2 separate regions of the Mus musculus genome follow, and region 1 is linked to region 2. The links are chromatin contacts, called in public HiChIP or PLAC-seq maps. All regions are on one chromosome and are shown on one strand. Each heading gives the region's core, a stretch centred on a gene start, on an enhancer-like site or on the middle of the called end of the contact. The rest is flanking DNA. Distances are from core to core; before and after follow the strand shown. Region 1 overlaps 1700015I17Rik (a long non-coding RNA gene). Region 2 has its middle 23 kb from the start of Mfhas1.

Region 1 (3,832 bases), core at 291-2,790, 140 kb after region 2:
TGTGACCCTGTCTCATTCTTCCGGAACACGGAGCCTGCATGTGTGTGTAACTACACTAGAAGGGCACTTGTGCAGTCAGTGTTGGGTAGAGATAAAAGAAACCAGCCATGTGGCACTGGCCTCATGGGGCCATTGGGACCAATGAGTCAGCTCTGCGTGGCAGTTGGAGTGAGATTACTTCATTCTGAGCTTGAACGGTGGGGTGGTGAGGTGGGTTGGCCATTGCCGGCAAAGTTATCTCTAAGCTTTCTAATGCCTACTGCCATTCAGAAATGAGATTAGAGGCAGGCTGATATTTCTTTTGGTCTCAAGACAGAATATTACTTAACACAGGATCCTGTCTCTCACCAGTTTCTTGTATAACCCAGGCTGGCCTGTAATGCACTAGAACATCCTTGAACTTCTGATCTTCTTGAGATCTGAGATCGCAGGTCATACCGCCACATCTGGTTTATATGGCTCTAGGGTGCAAATGCAGCGTTCATGTTTGCCGTGCCCTAACCACAGAGCCACAATCCCAGCCTAACTTTCCCCAGGTTTTCTAGAACTTGCTTTTCAGCAGGCATTTTGAATTTTGCATCAATCATAACCCACACCTAATTTGACAGGCTTTTTGTGACTCAAAGGCACTTTCTGTTTGACCTTGTTTGACGAGTCCCACGAGAGACTCTCTGCCCTTTTCCTTTCTTTCTTCCTGCTTCTGTGAGGGGCCATTTCTTGAATTTCTTTTTGAAGGCTGGCCTATTCTATGCTGAGACATATCTCTGAGCCCTCGTTTGACAAGTCAAGACTGTGAGGTTACAGGAACCCATTTTCTGAACAACCCCCATGCCTCAGGGACCTTAAGAATTGTCACCGTGTTAATTGTGTACATTTGGACAGAGCCTGACAGAATGTCTGATATTTACCAAACATTTTAGGAACTAGGATAGAAGCCTCTAAACCCTGAGAATTCTAAATACACTCTCCAGATATTGAAAAAGCAAGGTGTGATAGTAAAATCTATTATTCTGTCAGTACCAAACAATGAATCCGATACTGTTTTATCTTTATTTATCCCCAGAAAATGAAGGTAAATCATAATACAAAATTAAATGTAAAAATCGAATAAGATTGTAAATTGATGTACAGTCTTCAGATTGACTCACATTCATCTCCGCCATGTGCATCTTGTGGCTTTAATGTTATCCACCTTCTTTAGTAGTAAGAAGAGCTGGCTTGCTGGATGGGCATGGCAGTGTACACCTTTAATCCCAGCACTTGGGAGGCAGAAACAGGCAGATCTCTGAGGCCGGCCTGGTCTACAGAGTGAGTTCCAGGGTAACCAGGGCTTCACAGAGAAACCCTATCTTGTAAGATCAAAACAAAACCAATCCAGCAAAAAAATTAGCTGGCAGATACAGCCAGTCAAGGCGCAACTTCAGGGCATGAATTCTCTTAGTCTTTGAAGTAACTATATAAATTAGGTTCCAATATATCCTTTCGGCAGAAGGAGGAATGGGCATGAGGAACCAGTGGCCGGAAGTGTGTGACTCATGAACAGCAGGACACAGACCCAAATTCTGAATGTTCACTACAGTCTGGCTCTCTATTGATGTGTTTTGCTGTGTCTGAATTATTATTGAAACAAATTTAAAGGCTTATTACTCTTGTCTGTCCCCCACTGAAGCTTATCTGGTCATCTCCCTCATAGCTCATGCATTAGTGGTCAGAGAATGGTTAAGAGCCAGCCACAAAGGAGAACATTTGTAGCACAAGGTTGCATTGCTTCCCATGGCCAAATTCAAGTTCCCAACCTGAGAAGAGACATGCGCTAGCACCTCATTGCGCAGTATTTTTCTCACACAAGCCCCACAAACAGCACAGACTCAAGACCACAGGAAGTAACAAAGTAAAAGATAGAGAACAATTTTTTCTTTTTTTTTAATTAGATATTTCTTTTATTTACACTTCAAATGTTATCCCCTTTCCTAGTTTCCCCTCCGAAAATCCCCTATCCCCTTCCCCCACCCCCTACTCCCCAACCTACCCACTCCCACTTCCTGGTCCAGGCATTCCCCTATACTGGGGCATAGAGCCTTCACAGGACCAAGGGCCTCTCCTCCCATTGATGACAGACTAGGACAGAGGATGACAATTTTCTTAATTTAAATGTAAGTTGACTAATTATGCGTTATGGAAGTGTAATTGGTATACTCTAATTCTAATTAAAAGGTTACATTTCTGGAAATTAAACAATTAGCTCTCAAGGTCCCATCCTTCAAAGGTAGTTCATTCTACTGGAAGTTTGTTTGTTTTGAATGTAAATTAAGTCACGGGTGAAACGGAGGCCTTGAATCACAGTCTCAGTGGAGTCACTACTGAGTCTTCTAAGGTCACAAAACTGCTCACCTAAGGGCAAATGAGGGCTGACCTCTAAGGCAGAGAGGTTTGCGTTCTGTTCTGCCACCTGGTGGCTGTCATTGGAAACTGCTCCTGTTCGCAGCTGCTCTCCAGTGCTCGCGGATGGAACGTGTCACGTGACCCTTCCTGGCGTACTCGCCCTTGAAGCTATAATTAGGCTTGCCGTAGATAATCGGACTCTTTTCATTCTATCGTCCCCCCATACTAAGATCTTTAAAAGAAATTCCCACACGTGGGGCCAGAGGGCAGTTGAGTGACACATGAGCGGTTTTTTTCTTTGCCCCCCCTACCGTGAGCAAGCACCTCAGCTGCTCAGGGTGGAAAAACAGCTATGCCCAGGCTTGGCTTGGAAATGTCACCCAGGGTCTCCCTTATCCTAGCAAAGCTCATCTTGCTATTGTTTAATTGGTTTACAGGCACTTGGGAGTCTGGATTTTAAATATTCCTTCCCAAGATTCCCCAGTTTCCTGGGTTGAATATAGCCACAATCCCAGTTTCAATTGTCAATCATGCACTTCCATCCATCAATCCTGCGGTATCATCGTGGACCTATTTTTAAGACAATGAGAACATCCATCTGTACTGTCGGCTTGGAAATGATAAGGTCATTGTTGCTATGCTAACCCATACGACAGCTCCCATCTTTAATGTATTTAAATGTAATCCTCTATTAGAGGGTGGCTCCCAACCATTCTCCCATCTTCTTCATTTTTGTGCCGTCTGCTCGGAATCCATTCATACCACGGACATCTGCTGAGCTCAGTGGCAGGCTGGTATCTTGGCTGGGTGATGTAGACAGAAGATGAAGCCCAGGAGAACACTTGAAAGGCTTGGTGTGGTTCCCTCAGAGTGTCAGGAACTCTTCTGAGGCCTTATCGACTGAGCTCTCTGGCTCAGAAGGGGACACATTTGGAAGCATCTGCTGAGGCAGGGTGCTGCGGGTGCTGCTGATGAGAGTGACTTGCTCTAAGCAGAAGAGTTGGCAAGGGTTTGTGATGCGCACCGGCTGACCTCAAAGTGAATGTAGAATTTGGTCAGAAGGAAAGGATAGGAAAGCTGTGGAGATTCCAGAATAGAATCACAGAGTCGCAGAACCTGGAGTGAGTGTGGCTGGAGGGTCCTGAAGCAGCTGTAAAGAGAAATGACAGCAGAAACCAGCATGGTAGGCAGATCTTAGGTGCCATTATCATGACAGGAAGCATGACTCCATCTATTGAGAAATAAAAGAACAGCCCTGTATGCAAAGTTCGGACAGGGCCAGGCCCACATGAAGTTGCCTATCCAGCTTTGTGGGGCATCTGTGCCAAACTTGGGTGGCTTTCTGTTACAAATGCCAAAACATTGGGTTTCTAACACAATAGTGATGAGGACATGGACATTTTAAATATGAGATACAACTATGGAAGCCAGTTCTGCAAAGCTGTGTTTC
Region 2 (3,731 bases), core at 466-2,965:
TGTCATCCCAGCACTCAGGAGGCTGAAGTAGGAGAACCACAGGACCAAGGCCAGACTGGGCTACAGAGTAAGACTGTGTCAAACAAATACCTCCAAGCTCTTTGAGGATGGTGAGCTAAGGAGAGTGATTGTACTCGGTACCATGGCATGTATGGTTCCACCAGAGTTGATCGTTGGTGAGCTGCCACTTCATATCTGTCCTTGTTGAGGTTACTATTGCTGTGATAACATCATGACCAGAGCAAGTTGGGGAGGAAAGGGTTTATTTGGCTTACACTTCTATATCACAGTCCATCTCAGAACAGGAACTCAAACAGGGAAGAATCCTAGAGGCATGAGCTGATGCAGAGGTCACGGAGGGGTGGTACTTTATTGGCTTGCTCCTCATAGCTTGTCCAACTTGCTTTCTTATAAAACCCAGGATCACCAGCCCAGGGATGGCATCACTCACAATAAGCTGGGACCTCCATCATCAATCATTAATTAAGAAAGTGTACAGCCAAATCTTATGAAATCTTTTTCCAATTGAGAGTCCCTCCTCTCTGATGACTCTGGCTTGTGTCAAGCTGACAGAAAACTAGCCAGCACAAAGCCTCAAATTAGATGCTTAGGAATCCTTAGAATATCTCTCCAGGAGAATTATAAGATGAAAAGTATTTTGAGGGGTACTGGGGAGATGAAAGGTAGGAAAAGACATAAATAAAATCTGTATTAATTAAGTTCATCTAGATGGGGCAGAAAACCCAAAATCGGTGTGAAGTAAATGGCTTAGTGGGGGTTCCTTTTGGTTCTGTGTAGATTCAGTTGTGATGTTGGCCCCTCACTGTGAGAAGGCTTCTCTTCTTGTTCCATCTCGTTTCCATCCCACTTCTACAGTCTATGAATGGTTTCTTTTGTCTTTAGCCCAACCGACTTCACTCATCTTTGGAGCTGCAAGGCTGACATGCTCTCCTAAAGCCCCTTAGCCAGGCTGTTATCTCAGTCCTGCATCCCATTCTGGGAGTGTCCCACCTCTTTAATGACATAAATTTGCATACACTAGTTTCACTCTCTGGGCTATAAGTTCAAAGGTTGTATCTTACATGATTGCTAATATAAATAGAATTTCTCATTTAAATACTATTTTAATAAATTATACTTGATAGTCTAATACCAGTTTATAATGCAGCACATAATTTTTGCCTGGGTTTCCAAAGTTGTTAAATGGCAGAGTCAGGCTTAGATTCTTGTGGGTGAGTTTCCAAAGCCTTTTTTCCGTGGTGCTTTCTAGATCCTTACACTCTCAAGGGTCAGAGAAAATAGTTCAGGTCTTAGATTCTATCCCCAGCATCAAAGAGTAAATGAAAGAAAATAAAAATAAACTCTTATAGCATACATGAAGAACATTTTTGTATTTTCCTGTGTAGAATTATGTGCTCTGTGTTCTTTCCAGATATCAAGTCAACTCTTCTAAAACGTGCATTTGCTTGGTTTTAAGAATTGCCATTGAGTAGGAAAGCCACATTGACGTTTGAGTTAATAAAGAGATTTTTTTAAAAAGACACTTGATTTAATAAACAAAGGCATCAACTAGTGAAATTGTGAACCTCACAAAGGGTGGGCAGGAACAGCCCACATTCTCTCCCAGTTTTTATTTCCTCTTATATATTAAGTCTTAAGTCAGTCAGCAGCTATGTGCTGACCCGTCCCTGCTGTGCCCTCTGGCCCTTCCAACTCATGATGAACTCATTAAGGTTTCTCCTCTTGGCCCTGTGAAGAAAGAGTAATGGCTGAGTCAGCATAGTGGGGAGGGAGGGAGGTGGATATCATAGCAAAGACTGCATTTCAGGGAAGAAAAAAAAACTGAGATGAAATGTACCTAGAAATTGAGCTAAAATTCTAAACAAACACACTGAGTTTTCCTCTTCCACGGCTTGCCGCTACAGTGCATGCTGGGTGGAGAACACTGACTCTTCTTTCTTATCTCTCCTTCCACCTGGGTAACAGAATCATCCCATGATCCCTGGCGTATGGCCATACTGAGTAATGTCTTTGAGACACCACGGTTAATGACCTCAGTTGATAAAGCTGCCTTCCATCCACCAACACTAATTTTTATTACTATCCTGGGTACTAGAATTGACTAGCTAAATAGACTAGTTAAATAGACTAGTTAAATAGATGAGGATGAGAGCCAGATGTCTCATTGGAAACCAGGGAAAGAAGCAAGACTGGTGGAGGTCGTGGTGGAAGGGTTGGCCGCATCTCTATGAATGTGTGTTACTGTGAAAGGATTAATGTAGAAGTATTAGTCGAGATGTGTACTATTTTGTGTACGTAAATTTCCTTTTCATTTCTCTCTGAGGCAGGGACACTCAGCAGCCACACCCATATGTAGCAGCCCTTTACCTCCAGGACTTCTCTTCAGGAAAAGGATCAGGACAAATGGCTGATTCTAGGACTGGGGCAGCTAACATACAAGAAGGGGCTGGAAGGAGCATCTTGTCGAAGAAGAGTCTAAGGAAGTGCTCTATCTTCCTTCCAACTCTCTGAACACAAGGACATTTGCCAAAAGGCCAACACAGTTGAAAGATAATGAAGCTGAAGAAATATTGGATTATGATTCAATGTATTTTTTTGAGTCCATAGTTATAAGTAAATGACTAAATAAACAGGAATTTCATATAATTTTTGTAAATACCTTGTCTCAAGGAGGTATACATAGCTTCTTGCAACTTAAGTGTGTGCTATGGAGTGGCTTCCTGTGCAAGAATTAAAACAGAAATTTGACAAGCACTTCCTCAACCAAGTGACCAGAGGTCACGGAGCAGTGGCAGGTCATGTGAATGCTAGGTAGCCTTACTAAGATGGGAAAACAATGGTTTCTTGTCTCTGGGGCTTCCTTAGAAGCCTACTAAGTGCAGTCTAGACAAGTATCATTAAGGGACATCCTTTGAAACGTCTCAAAATGGAAACTCCTTAAAACGGTTAAACCCCTCAAGAAGAAATGAAGCCTAAAGCTACACAAGGTGGGAATGCCTGCAATTCCAGCACTTGGTGGCTTCATCTGAAGGAGATCAAAGGCAGACACGGAGAGATAGGTTTTTTTTTAAAAAAGACAAGGAAAAGTAAGTAGGAAAGAAAAGACTATATGGCCTGAGAGACCTGGTGACTGCATATGGAAAGAAAGTGTTATCTATCACAGTCAGCAGGATCCTAAGGAGCCATGATTACCGTATGTGGTGTCTGGGGTGGTATATTAGTCACTTTACGTACTGCTAGGGTGGAACAGCTTTAGAAAGTAAGGGTTTGTTTCGTTCCATTTGAGATATAGTCGATTGCTGTGGGGGAGTTAACCGCAGCAGGAGCGTGAGGCAGCTGGTCACACGGTGTGGGCAGTGAGGAAGCAGAGAGAGGGATACTAGTGCTCAGTTCACCTTTCTTTCTTTTTTTCTCTTTTCTTTCTTCCTTTCTTCCTTCCTTCCTTCCTTCCTTCCTTCCTTCCTTCCTTCCTTCCTTCCTTCCTTCCTTCCTTCCTTTCTTTCTTTCTTTCTTTCTTTCTTTCTTTCTTTTTTTCTTTTTGGTAGTTCAAGGCTCATGGAATGGTGCAGCATTTAGTGTGGGTCTTCTCATGCCAATTTCTGGTTTAGAAACTCCCTCACAGATATGCCTAGAGACTTGTCTCCATGGCGATTCGAATCCCACCAAATTGGCAATCAACATGAACCCTTCTAGAGGGGATCCCAGAGCAA

Evidence for each region. HiChIP or PLAC-seq counts read pairs in DNA pulled down with a chosen protein or histone mark.
Region 1: a contact with region 2 is called in an H3K4me3 HiChIP or PLAC-seq map of bone marrow-derived macrophages, with 6 times the contacts expected there. The contact joins two enhancer-like sites. A contact is called at or near these places in 10 of 484 Hi-C or Micro-C datasets (the HL-1 cell line, bone marrow-derived dendritic cells, bone marrow-derived macrophages and 7 more), 10 of 115 datasets of contacts at active chromatin or transcription factors (CD8 T cells, bone marrow-derived macrophages, craniofacial prominence and 7 more) and 1 of 9 other capture datasets (bone marrow-derived macrophages).

The regions. Positions count from the first base shown.
Region 1 is chr8:35,705,566-35,709,397 of GRCm38.p6, forward strand. 1700015I17Rik (a long non-coding RNA gene) reads right to left here. Exons shown (of 3, transcript XR_378890.3): 3 at 2,426-3,532. Among named protein-coding and RNA genes, the nearest start is that of 1700015I17Rik, 12 kb to the right of the region's middle. Within about 2 kb of position 1,541, at least 47 of the 459 cell types and tissues checked have an H3K27ac peak or open chromatin away from gene starts, as enhancers often do. A contact at or near this core is called in bone marrow-derived macrophages, where this site is marked.
Region 2 is chr8:35,562,471-35,566,201 of GRCm38.p6, forward strand. No RefSeq gene overlaps it. Among named protein-coding and RNA genes, the nearest start is that of Mfhas1, 23 kb to the right of the region's middle. Within about 2 kb of position 1,716, at least 23 of the 459 cell types and tissues checked have an H3K27ac peak or open chromatin away from gene starts, as enhancers often do. A contact at or near this core is called in bone marrow-derived macrophages, where this site is marked.